Regions from separate parts of the Sus scrofa genome. Here region 2 is linked to region 1. Evidence: chromatin contacts called from public HiChIP or PLAC-seq data. All regions are on one chromosome and are shown on one strand. Each heading gives the region's core, a stretch centred on a gene start, on an enhancer-like site or on the middle of the called end of the contact. The rest is flanking DNA. Distances are from core to core; before and after follow the strand shown.

Region 1 (6,737 bases), core at 1,409-3,908:
GAAGAGCATTCCAGGACCAGGGAATGGCCTGCCACTGTCCCACCGGAGAGAGCCAGCAGCTTTCTAAAACCACAACTGAGCAGAGCACAAGCGCCACCACATAATGGTTATCACAACTCAAAAGGGATCAAAATAAAGGCAGCAGCATGTGGACTGAATGGAAATCAGAAATAGGCTTCTATGTAATTCCAAAAACTTGAATCCAGACTTACCTCCTCTACCAGCTGGACACCATAATCCCTCTTAGATGGCTGGATGGTCACACCCCTGCCATTGACAAGCTGGGTTAAGTCAATAGGTTGTGTAGGATCAACTCGACCCAAGTCAATAAGATACTGCAGTCTATTGAGACTCAAAGGCTGATACTGGTGTCGGAAGCTGCAGAACAAGAAAGTTGAAAACGCAGTCAGACTTATCTTCCTGTGAGATCCAAGGCTTTGTCCTATGTTTTCCTCCCTCAATTTAGATGGTTTAATGAAACTCCTGAGTATACTATAAACATGTAATACTCCTTGAATTTTGGCAACAAAACAAAACCATTAAGTACTTACTTTGTTTCCTTAAAAATTACTGGCCTAAGCATTTACTTCACTCACACATATAAACAAATACTGAAAAATTTAACACACTATCTGAATTATTCACTAAAGGAATTCAGGGAGTTCCCGTCAGCTCAAGGGTAATAAACCTAACTAGTATCCATGAGGACACAGATTTGATCCCTGGCCTTGATCGGTGTGTCAAGGATCCAGCATTGCCATAAGCTGTGGTGTAGGTCAAAGACAAGGCTAGGGGAGTTCCCGTCGTGGCTCAGTGGTTGACGAATCCGACTAGGAACCATGGGGTTTCGGGTTCGATCCCTGTCCTTGCTCAAGTGGGTTGAGGATCCGGCATTGCCATGAGCTGTGGTGTAGGTCACAGATGCGGCTCGGATCCCGAGTTGCTGTGGCTCTGGCTGGCAGCTACGGCTCCGATTTGACCCCTAGCCTGGGAACATCCACATGCTGTGGGAGCGGCCCTAGAAAGGACAAAAAAAAAAAAAAAGAACTCAAAGTAATGGTAGTTATCATGTATTGGGTGATGATAGAGGACCAGATTTTTATATATATTGTTGTGCTAAACAACCTCAAGAGCAGGCTCTGTAAGTATCTCCATTTGGCAGGTCTGAGTGCAAAGTCTGGCTTTTTTTTCCCTACTAAATCAGGCTAAGTTTCATTACCAAAAGTGGGTCACAGCAACAGGAGCAAGTTTGCTTCAAGTGGATTTAAATTTCTACCAAGCTATTTTTAGGTGATTCTCAGTAAGAATTAGAGATTTTCAGGTTGAGAAGCAAAGCAAAGTTACCTATGTCCTTCATTAAAGCCATATTTTGGGATTCGAAGGTAGAATGGAGTCTGGCCTCCCTCAAAGCCCAATCGGGGCCGGGTTCCTCTCTGCCGTTCTCCCTTGTGGCCTCTGCCACATTTTCTGCCTCTTCTCCGACCTCTTGGTCGTCTTTCCTACAAGGAAAGAGGAATGTTTTATGATCCACACACGCATCTGTTTAAATCATATTTCACCTTTGTGCTGTATCTTTTGGTTATGCCCTTCATTCATCCAACCAGCTAGCAATAGCCAAATTTACAAGGTTCCAGACACCATCCTGGCTGCCCTGAAATCCAAATACTCAACACTAACAGCTTTGCCTCTGAAGACGTAGCTGATTCTTGCAACCAAGTTGTGTTTCAAAGGCAAAGTTCCAAGAATGAGATGAGAAAAAGGATTCTATGACAGGCGGGAATTGAAGAAAATTCTAGAATTAAACATCCACGACTAGCAAAATTTATGTAATATTCAAGTGCATTTATTTTGAAATTAATTGTAAATATGCCACTGTTGCCCATATATAGTATTTTATTTAACTTAATTTCCTGTCACTTCACGAAATCAAGGAGTTCTTAAAGTGACAGTACGTCCACTAACAGCTCAGAGATTTACAGAAGAAACATCGAACATAGTATCTTTCCTATAAAGATAAAGACACAATGGAAAAAACTTCATTAAAACCCGTCTTAACGAGACAGTCGTTTTTAACTCCTGCGATTTCGCTCCTCGATAGTAAAATAATTATGCTCTTAAACCCGAACCTTGCAGAGAACTGAAACCACGTGGTCAGGTTTTCCCACGTCACTCAAGGAGACCTGGGGCCCGGCAGCCCCTCCCTCCTCCCAGAGCCTATGGACTCACAACCCTCAGGACCCCGCCACCGCGCCGACATCCGCAGCCTTACCGGTTTCCTGGAGCCCGGGTTCGGCTTCAGGTTGGCCAGACTCACACGGGGAAGGGCTCGCAGCAGGTCCAGGGCCCGGGGCCCACCGCCCTGCACGGGGCCGCCCATAACCCGTGCCGCAAAAGCCGCAAGGGCGCCGATCCACGTGATCTGGGACGCTGCTTTACGGCCGCGGCACCGCCCCTGTCGTGCTGTCAGTCCGCTGCGCCGCTTGCCGCGGGGCACACCGGGAGCCGGCTCCGCGTTGGAGGCAGCACGTGTCTCCCCATGTCTACCTCGTAGCGGCGTGATCCGGCTTTGTTTTCAGTTGGTTGGGGCTGGGCTATTTCGAGAGGTCGTGCCCCGACCCCGGCTCTGAATGTGCAGCGTTCTCTTGCGCTGCACCAGGCAGGCACTGAAAACGCTGTGTGTAGGAGTCCCTGGCCTGTGCTGTCACAACGTCTGGTCCTTAGAAGCAGGGCTGTCTCTGAGCTCCAGGTGGAGTGCAGAATAAGATCACCTGGACGCTGAAGCACTAGCTTGCGCTGGGCCAGTTGTATACACTATGGCCTGAAAAAAAGTTGTGCAATGTAAAGGTTGGAAGTTAAGTTTTATTTGGGGCAAAATGACTATAAAGTCTGGGAAACAGCGTTTCAGGGACCTCTGAGGAACTGCTTTGAAGAGGTAGGGGGAAGGTCAGTGTATACGATTTTAGTGAAGGGGGTACGTGCAATCAAGCACACGTTTTGGCAGACGTTTCCTGCTAGTCATCAGGAACAAATACCATGGTTAATGACTTTACGGCTTTTCTAGACAGGAGATGTAAAAATTTGGGTTCATAAAATCCCCCGAAAATATCTATGTGAAAGTTGTTCTGCCAGTTTTTCCCAGAGCACATTTCTGATCTCCATGCTTTCAGTATGTGTTGAAGCTCAGCAGCTGCAGTGGCTACTAACAATCCTAGGAGAGACAGATGGCTAGTGCCAATTTTTAGTTGGCACCAGTGAGATAAGAATACCTGAGGTCTAGGTATTGCAATGGCTGGCTAGTAGCAACTGTGAAAAAGACTCAAAACCCTGCATCCAGTCTGAGTGCCTCTGTTATGCTTTGACTGAGTCACTGAGATACTAACTCAAAAGCTGTTAATAATGAAGGAGCCAGGCTGAGTGCTTGGTATGTCAGTCACGTGCTGATTCAGCCTCATTTTGTTCAACTAAACAACTCCTCGTGGGGTAGATGTTTTATCACCTTTGACAGACTTGGCAGGGTTGGTAGTTGGACTAAGATCTCAGCAAGCCGCAGAGACAAGATTTGTACTTTGGCTCCTATTACATAAGTAATATTTTTTTATAACATGAAGCTGAATATCTGCAGCACAAAATACGTAACATTTTCACTGAATAAAATATGAGCTTCCCTATTTTTGTCTTAAGTGAGTGTAATATAGACCATGCTTCTTTCTTTTTCTTCTAATTTTTTTTTTTTTTTTTTTTTTTTTTTTTGTTTCACTGTCTGGGGTGTTGTTCCTGCTGTTCCTGTTAGTGTAAGTAAGAAATAACTTTGTGGAGCACAGCTACTTCCTTTTTTTTTTTTAAGGCCGCATCTATGGCATATGGAAGTTCTCAGGCTAGGGGTCAAATTGGAGTTATAGCTGCCAGCCTATACCACAGCCACAGCAACACCAGATCCAAGCTGAGTCTGCAACCTGCACTACAGCTCACAGCAACACCAGATCCTTAACCCACTGAGTGAGGCCAGGGATCGAACTGCGTCCTCATGGATATTAGTTGGATTCATTGCCACAACAGGAACTCCACTACATCTATTTTTAAACCTTTAAGAAGTCATTTTAAATCAAGTATAAAAAAACTGCCAAAAAAGAAGAGTTTGCATTCTCTCCTTTATTTAAGCAATATTTATGAGCAAGATACTGAACTTGTTACTGAAAAACGTACAAAGATAAAGTCAAACAAGATCTTGCTCCCAGATTGTTTGAAATGAGGTAGAGGAGACTTTCCAAAATTGAGTATTTTTTAAAAGTTAAAAAAAAAAGTAAGCCTCTTATAGCTCTAATAACACAAATCAAGAAAAATACAGATATGTGAGTTCTATAAAACGATATGAAGATAAAGTCCAGACTCTATTTAAAAGTGTAGAAAAAATATGGTGGAAAAAAATAGAAGCTAGGTCCTGCCTTTAAGTGTTTTCAATTCAATATATTTCATCATCTTTTTGTTAAAAATTTCATACTTCTGGGAAGAAAATTGCAAAACATGTTGCAAAATACTGCCTACAGAAAGACACACCATATTTCCCCTTAATCAGAAAATCATTGTACTAAGTAATGAGCTCCTGGGTGAGTGTTAACGCCAATAATTTTTTTATCATTGAAAAATTTTATTGGATAAAAGAGATACAGGATATATAAAACAGCGTGCTGACTTCCAGGAAGTAGATTTTCTTTGTTGGCTAGGTTGTATAATGTTATTGGTGGGCATAGGTTAATAGTGGGAATAATAATAGTTCGCAGTTAATTGTAGGCTACCTGTTTGTTTATCCAGTAATGCAGCATGTTGCCCTAGCTTATAAAGCAGTCAAAATAATTTGGTGAGTCTCATCTCTGTTGTAAGAATGTAAATTAAGGGTGTGTGGTGAGTAAGTCATCGACCTTTAAGCCTATAGAAGTTTTACATCATTGTTATTAATGCAGGATAATTTTATTTTTTAGGGCCACGCTTGTAGCATATGGAAGTTCCCAGGCTAGGGGTCGAATCCAAGCTGCATCTTCGACCTACTCCACCAGCTTGTAGCAACACTGGATCCTTAGCCCACTAAGGCTGGTATTGGATACTATTCAGGTTCGGGTTCTTAATCAAACCACAATGGGAACTCCAGGATAATATTTATTAAGCATCCGCATGCTTGAAGTGTTGTGCTAGCCCCTGTTTAAATCACACTAAGAAAACCCTGTAATAAGAAGACATCTCAGCAACTACTTATTATGCATCCTGACTCCAGCCCTGGTCAGTAGCGACTCCTCATTGTAAAGGAATGAGGTGAACCCTATAAAGGTGGTGTAACTTCAAGTCCTTTGGGCAGGGCCTCTTTCTCCTACACTCCCAAATCAACTTCCCCACCTGTCTCGGTGCCTTGACAGTCTCTCAATACAGATTGATTTCTGGTGCCTCTCTTTCCCTATTGCCCACAACAACGAGACCTGTCTCTCTGATCCACAAACACCATGCTGGTTCAATCCATCTTCATCTTGCCTAGAACAGTGCTACAGTCCACTGACTGATCTGTTTTCATCTCCACTGTTGCCCCCTTCCAGTCCATCCTCCAAAAGTAGGCAGAGTCTCATTACCCTTCAGTGACTCCACATCGCACTGAGAATAACATACGAACTTCTTGCCGTGGCCTGTAAGAATTAGAACTGATTCCTTCCTGTCTCTCTGTCCTCAAAATGCTGGGATACTGCTGTGAATGAAATAGGCAGGTCTTCCCATGGGGTTTCCTGGGGTCTTTTTTTGGGGGGTAGGAGGGGGGAATACAATAAACAAGTACAAATAAATAAGGCCATTTCTGAGAGTAAGGAGCTCCATGAAGACAAACAAGGGATTGTGTTAGTGATTGGTATTTGTGGGGGCTTTTAGAGAGTGCCTCAGGATTGTCTCTGAAGGGACATTTGAGCTGAATGATACAAAGGAATTTTTAGCATTTTCTAAGTGAAAGTTTATTTCATGATTATATTATAACCCCACCAAGGATCAAGAATTGAAGTAGCACAAACTGTGATCTCTAATCACAGCAAAATTGAATTAGAAAATAGTAACAAAGATATCTGAAAAACTCCGTATATGTGGAATCTAAACATATTTCCAAATAATCTAGGAGATGAAGAAGAAATTACACAATAGATTTTAAAATATTTTGGGAGTTCCTGTTGTGGCTCAGTGGAAACAAATCTGATTAGCATCCATGAGGACACAGTTTCAATCCCTAGCCTCACTGAGTGGGTTAAGGCGCCAGCATTGCCATGAGCTGCGGTGTAGGTTGCAGACACGGTTCATCCTGCATTGCTGTGGCTGTGGCGTAGGCCAGCAGTTACAGCTCTGATTCGACCCCTAGCCTGGGAACCTCCATATGCTGCAGGTGAGGCCCTAAAAAGACTATATATATCTTTTGAACATAGATATCTTTTGAAGGTATATATTTTGAACAGAGTGAAAATGAAAGCATGACATCAAAATTTGTAAGATGTAGCTAAGCAGTTCTTAGAGGGAAATTTGCAACATTAAACTCTCATATTGGAAAAGAGAGTTCTCAAATCAATGGTTAAAGCTCAAGAAGCTAGAAGAAGAGCAAAATAGGCGTTCCCTGGTGGCCTAGCAGTTAAGGATCTGCGTTGTTACTGCTATGACTCTGGTCACTGCTGTGGCTCAGGCTTGACCCCCTGACCTGGGAAGTTCCGCATTCTGGGGACATGGCC
Region 2 (6,737 bases), core at 2,486-4,985, 520 kb after region 1:
GAATCCAACTAGGAACCATGAGGTTTCAGGTTTGATTCCTGCCCTTGCTCAGTGGGTTAATGATCCTGCATTGCTGTGAGCTGTGGTGTAGGTCGCAGACGCAGCTTGGATCCTGCGTTGCTGTGGCTCTGGCGTAGGCCAGTGGCTACAGCTCTGACTTGACCCCAAGCCTGGGAACCTCCACATGCCACGGGAACGGCCCAAGAAATGGCGAAAAGACAAAAAAAAAAAAAAAAAAAAGGTGCAGGGAGGTTTGCAGACTTTGGGCAGGAGGGCCAGGTTCTTCCTCAGATCTTCTATTTCCTGTGAGGCAGGAGGGGAGAGGAATGGAAGGGTTGGGCATTGGGGACTTACGGGCAGTGCACACCCACGGGGTATGCAGTTGACCAGGGAAACAAAGAGGCAGGACTGGACAGCGGGTTTGCAGACATGCAGCTATGTGCTCCTTGCCATCACCCGCATGGGAAAACAGTTCCTACTGGGAAGGCATCTGCAGCACGGGCCGTGGGAAGGGGCAACTAAACAAATGCACATCTGAGGAAGCAGTGGTTGCTGCTTTAACACATCCCAGCTCTCCTTTTGGACGTTTTAAGCTTTTCGTCAAAATAATGAAAGACAAAAACTTAATGTGAAAAATGACTAAATCTTTTGTTCCACGCTACTGATTTAAATCTGCTGGAAAATGAACCGTGCTGTATTTTTTGCATGTAGGTGTCGAAGCATTAGGAACAAGCTTGCTTACTAGCTCATCACCAGCTTTGAAGCAGTCACTCATAAGCCAACCATCGTCATCATTAATAACCTGTGAGTACCAACAGACCAACTGACTGGGGCAGCGCTAAGGTCTATAAACGCTGTGTGTACTGGACATGTTAAGAATCACATGCCAGAAGCCTCGTAAGGGGTCCACTGCCATATTTTATACACCAAAGTAGCTGTGATCTTAAAAACAATATCTGAGATGTTTTAAAGGGGTTAACCTTTAAAAATGGAAAAACTGTGATTCATTCCTTAGATAGTCATTGTGTCAGCTGCGGTTGCTGGTTGTTTGAACACAACTTTAAAAATGAGGCTGACCGACAGGTAGTTGTTTGAGAAGCATCTAACACATACGGGGAGATCCCCAATCAGGATGCGCTAATAAAATTAAGCTGTGTACTGTGATCTTCCCAATATCCTGATGTATTTCAGATGAAAGACTGTCATACACGTGTCACTGCAATGATTTTTGAAGGTTCCCTGACCCAGCTTTTGAGATATTTCAAGGCAGGCATTTCCCACAGTGACCTAGTCAAACTTCAATGTGAATATTGGCAGAATTTATTACATTCAATATTTTAATTGCTACGTGCCAGGCACATCACAAAGTTCTAGAAACTTAAAAATGAGTAATTCGCAGCTCCTTAACTTCAGGGTTTCATAGATTTAGATGGGCAGGTGACTTACAGTTGTGTGATACAGAGCAGAGGTGGCAGAGGGTGAGTGACTACTACATGGTCTAGAAGCTGGCTGATGTCCAAGCTGTTTTAAAGGATGGCGTGGAAAGGTGACAGGAGGAACATTCCCAGATGAGGAAACTTAGGCAAGCTGTGTGTAAATGTGCGAAGTGCCAGGAGACACAGCTAGCCAAAGGGCTTAGTATCTAAGAGATCCCTAGGCTAGGAAGTTTAAATGTATCTAACATGTTACAAAACCAAACCAGTGAAGGCTGCAGGTTCAGACTGGTCTTGGAGTAAATACTGAAAAGGAGCTGGGAGAGTTGAGGTATAAATAAAGTGCAGGGCACTGTCACCCAATGTCTGCATGTTCACCGCTGTCCCCCAGGTACCGGGAAAACAGTTCTCCTAAAGGGCTTACCTTCTAGAAGGTTAGACAGACACTAAATGATAGACGGATTGAGGGGAACTACAGGTACGTCAGGGAAGGACAAAGTGACACTGAAATTGAGACCTGAAAGAAAAACAGGGCTTTTTTTGGGGGGGGGGTAGTGTTTTTAGGGCCGCACCTGCAACACATGGAAGTTCCCAGGCTAGGGGTTGAATCGAAGCTGTAGCTGCTGGCCTACACCACAGTTCACGGCCCATGGAGCAAGGCCAGGGATGGAACCCACTTCCCCATGGATACCAGTCAGGTTCATTATCACTGAGCCACAACACAACTCCAAAAAACAGGTTTTCAAAGGGTAGAACTGATTTGAAGTATTTAGAGCATTTAGCAGCAGACCCTACACACTCCTCCTAACAACTACTTTCTTTTGCCTCATGGGAAATCTATAAAGGACCTAAAATGCTTATTAACTTTTTAAAAAATGTGATGACAATATTAAATCTTTTTCTGTTCCCAAAGCACCTCATATCTGCATCACTGATGTCTGTATTATAATAACTTGGCAGTCTGGAAAAGGAACAAATAAAAGGACAGACTTAAGAGCCAAGAAGGAGACATTACAAAGGGAAGGGGAGAGAATACAGACAGCATTCAACATCCTTGGTCTGAAGGACAACATGACTTGTGGAGATGTACTGTGGACATAGACAGTATGAAGAACCTGTGTTCTCTCCAGATACTTGCACATATATAATAAAACTCATCTTGATACATTCTCACTATCAGTAAGCAAAAACATAAGGCACATAAACTCCCAACATTTACACTCCAGAGAAGGTGTAAACCTTTAAGATATTGAAACTGGGTAGGACCCTGTGGGGTTCCTTTGTGTCCCTCAGAGGATAAGCTTCAGGACCCTCCTGGAGTTGCAAAGGGCAGGTTTAAATAGCTGCTAATCAGGGAAGGGAGGGGATGCAGAGATTAGGGAGGCACAAGCAGCAAATAATGGTGCAGCCTTGGGGCAGGGCCTGGGCTGATACACTTCTTTGAGCTGTTCAGCCTAACTCAAACCCCCAACAAATGAAAAGATGCTAACTATCTGGTGAAGAATTCTTCATTCTTTAAAGAGAAGGACCACCAGAACCAGTCCCAGGGCCACCAAAAACCAGCTTTGAGGAATGCAAGTTTGCACCTACCCTGATCCTTATCCTATTTTCTACTCCCAAACTATAAAACCACCTCCTGTTCTCTCCCAAAGAAGAGCATAGTCTTTATTAGTCGACCCTGCCCCCCCTTTGCCTGATAAAGCAATAAAAGCTATTTTTTTTTTTTCTCCTTCACCCAAAACTGTCTCCTTGTTTCTATTTCAGCAACAGTAAGAGCCAATCACTTCTGGTCATTTCTTTCAGCTTATAACTAAGAGAGAAGATTAAGAGTGAATTAATCCCCCCCAAATAAAGAAGTGACACAAACAACATTTAAAATATTTTATTTAGGAGCTCCGGCTGTGGTACAATGGGATTGGCAGTGTCTTGGTTTAATCCCTGGCCCAGCACAGTGGGTTAGGGATCCGGCATTGCTGCAGCTGTGGCTTAGGTTGAGACTGTGGCTCTGATCTGATCCCTGGCTGGGGAGCTCCATATGCCACGGGGTGGCCCAAAATTTTATTTAATAGAGTGTTACTGGCATATACATGATTTTACATTCTGACATATATTGTACTTGCTATGACAAATGTCACTGACAACTAAGAGGTAGGTCAAGGACCCATATATTTTTTAGAGGCCTAATATCGTGCTTTGCTTATTAATTTTCTGGCTGAATCCCATCTCATGACTTACTTTCTTTGAGCTAATTACTATGCTGTGCTTAGTTCAGTCAGCTCCTTTCTTCCTTCTTTCCAGTTCTCACCTTTCCCAAGGTATAAGAACAATTTTGTCTCTTAATTTCCACTTCCCTGCTGTATCTTGTTGGGGTGCTGGAATAAAACTCCACCTTAAAAACAAACAAAGATAAAATGATTTGCCAAAGACAAGTCTTCTCTGGGCTCGGTAAGAGCATAAAATTAAAAACAAAGTGGTAACACCTGCAAGTCCTTCTCAACCACAACTTTCAGATACGGGTCAGTGCAATGGAAACTTACCAGTAGTTCAATGTTTTTTTCAGTTCCCACCCTGACAAGTGAAGGATTGCAGGCCTCGCTTCCTGGTAGTGTTTGTTCTGCTTGGGTGCCCTTGAAAAGGGTGATAATACTCATCTTTATGCAAACACAACTCAAAAGCTCTCTAATGACTCAGCGGTAGCACTTCCGAGCTGTTACTCTTCCCAAATATTCCTGGATATAACAGGAATCTTAAAAGTTCAGATATTTCTCTACTTTAACTTCATCAGATTGTGATACTTAAGTCCTGTGGCTTCAAGCCAACCTGTGACTCATCATCTTCAAAGAATCAGGACCCCCTGAAGCTGCTTCCCCGGCCTTATAGGGCGCGTGCTGACGAGGGAACTCCGCAGCCAGCGGGGGGAAAAAAAAAAGGATGGTCGCGGCGCTTCTGACGTGCTCCCAATCTACCGAGCCGAAGCTCTCCCCTCTCGCCTGCAGATCCGGGGTTGGGGCGGAGGCCAGCCCCGCCGGGACACAGCGCTCCCCGCGCCCCGTCCCCTCAGTCCCTGGCCCGGTGGCAGAAGCCCAGGGGGACAAAAAGAGGCCCCCGACCTTCGGACGCCCCCCGCCCCGGCCCTCCGGGACAGGCCGAAGGGCCGGGCTCAGGCGCGCTCGTCGCAGAAGCGAAGGTCAAGCTCACCTTGGGGTAGTCGCATCCGGACAGCGGCCAACACAGCCACGGGCCGCCCAGCGGAGTCCCCGGGGTCACAGGAGGACGAACAGACGGTACGCCCAGGCAAAGGCGAGAGGCGGAGCGGCGCCCGCCCTTCCCGGCAGCTCGCCGACTTCCGGCGGACGCAGACTTCCGGATCTGCGCAGAGCGGCGGCGGGCGCCCCTCCCCCGCGCGCTTCCCGGCGTGCTCCGCGGAGGAAGGGCCGGAGTCGACAATAACAAACCGCGGCGACCGAGTCCGCGGCCCTGCCGAGCCCGGTGCTGCCTCGGGCGTCCCTGTCGCCTGGCCCCTCGGCTCTGACCGGCCGCGGTCCGCCCTCCCCGGCCCCCGACGCAGAGCCGGGGGGCCCCGCCAGCGTCCTCGCCGCCCGGAGGTGGCGGCCGCGGCAGCCCCGGCACCGGCGGTTGTGTCGGTTGGCGGCGCCGATGGGCGGTTGGTAGCCGCCGCCGAGAACGAGGCGGCGGCGGAAGATGTTGCCGGGGGCCGCGGGCCCTGCTGCTGAGGCCGGCGGAGGAGGAGGTGCTGCCCGGTGAGTCCCGGTGCGGGCGGCGGAGGCGGGCCCTGCGGCCCCCGACGCCCCTCAAACCCTCGGGTGGAGGCTGTCGGGGCCGAGTACGCGCCGGCGCCGGGCCCGGCCTGGGGGTCCTGACGTGGAGCGGGCGGTGCGGGGATTGCCATGGGCTGGAGCTCCGGGCGAAGTTGCTCCCGGGGATGACTCAGCCCCGGCCCGGCCCGCGGTGGGAGCGGGATGGGCGTGTGTGCGGTTTCACAACTTCGCGGTGGGCCCGGGACGGCGCTTTGGGGCACCGCGCCGAGCGCCTTCTGGCGCGGGAGGACGCGCCCCGCTCGTTGTTTATGGCTCCGCGGCGGAGCCTCGCCCGTCGGGACTCTGAAGCGTGGCCGTGGCGCGAGGTGCCGTGGGCCTGGGTGCCGCGGGGACGATCGTGCTCCCGGGTAATGGGGAGTCACGGAGCCGGACAGCAGTGGCCGCCCGCGTCTCCCGCGATGATGGGACAAGGGAGGTGGGCCCGTTTCGCTCTCTTATTGTGTGGTTTCTAGGTTTTCGTGTGGGTGGTGCTTGTGTGATTTATCCCAAGGGTGGGAAGGTTGGCTTTTCAATTTAAGAAGACTGTTGGATGTAGAATCTCGATATTAGGAAGCAGAGGACCATTGCGGAAGATGGCTGGTTTGATTTGGGGGTTGTGCGTTTATAAATAGTCCCTTACAAGGGGCGTGAGGATCTTTTTCCTTTTTGTTTTTAGTGTCACAGAATGCGGCCTCAATGAACGTATTTTCCCAGCAACAGTTTGGTGTTTGTATTGTGTTTAGAACCTCGATAGAGTTTTATAAAGGGAGGCTGTATGTTGGTGAATGTTTACGTTGGTAAATGCCCGTCGGTGGAAATCGGATAGGGACTCAGCCCACTTTTTTAAATAGTAATTTTATTTAGTCTATTGTGAATCTTTTATGTTAGTCACGGTTAGGCGTAGTTATTGGCCTCATTTTTGTATGATGATACTGGATGACAGGGAAAACAGGGAGTGGGAATCTGAGAACTTCGTTCTGGCTTTTGCTCACAAGCACAAGGTCACAATACATGGCAGATTGACTTTAAAAAAATGAACTTCATTGAGTCACAAAGAACTCAATGGGCACAAGACCTTCGTTTTTGAAAAGCCACACTTTTGAACCTAAATTTGTATTATGTAAGCTTGAGAGGAGCTTTTATTTGGCCTCTCATTTCGAGACTATCTTTAAATTCTTATGCATTCAGCAAATGTTTGAACACCTGCTAAGTGCTTTATTTTGCAACTGTGTGTAACTTATGAGTGTTTTTATAAAAAAGTAATGGGTAGTGAAATTTTCTCATTTGTGTAATGCCATTCCCTAACCCCTGTTAAGCTTTTTGTATTCAGAGAATACTGGTTCAAGAAACTTGTGCAAACTAGCAGTCCCTTTCCACACACACTGATTCCATCAATTATTTACTTACCAAAGCAGCCCATTGAACCTTCACTGCAAGGAGTGTAAGAATGTGTCCGATACCGGTTTTGCCTTATGAGAGAAAGAAA

What was found. HiChIP or PLAC-seq counts read pairs in DNA pulled down with a chosen protein or histone mark.
Region 2: an H3K27ac HiChIP or PLAC-seq map of alveolar macrophages shows a contact between it and region 1. The contact joins the promoter of RB1CC1 here to the promoter of MRPL15 in region 1. A contact is called at or near these places in 2 of 5 promoter capture datasets (fetal skeletal muscle and liver), 8 of 47 Hi-C or Micro-C datasets (embryonic fibroblasts, liver, retroperitoneal adipose tissue and 2 more) and 2 of 2 datasets of contacts at active chromatin or transcription factors (alveolar macrophages and skeletal muscle).

Annotation. Positions count from the first base shown.
Region 1 is chr4:77,073,164-77,079,900 of Sscrofa11.1, forward strand. It overlaps MRPL15 (mitochondrial ribosomal protein L15), which reads right to left and starts at 2,659. Exons shown (of 5, transcript NM_001243528.1): 1 at 2,270-2,659; 2 at 1,345-1,499; 3 at 213-378. The coding sequence starts at 2,377.
Region 2 is chr4:77,589,469-77,596,205 of Sscrofa11.1, forward strand. RB1CC1 (RB1-inducible coiled-coil protein 1) reads left to right here and starts at 3,736. Exons shown (of 24, transcript XM_021089370.1): 1 at 3,736-5,194.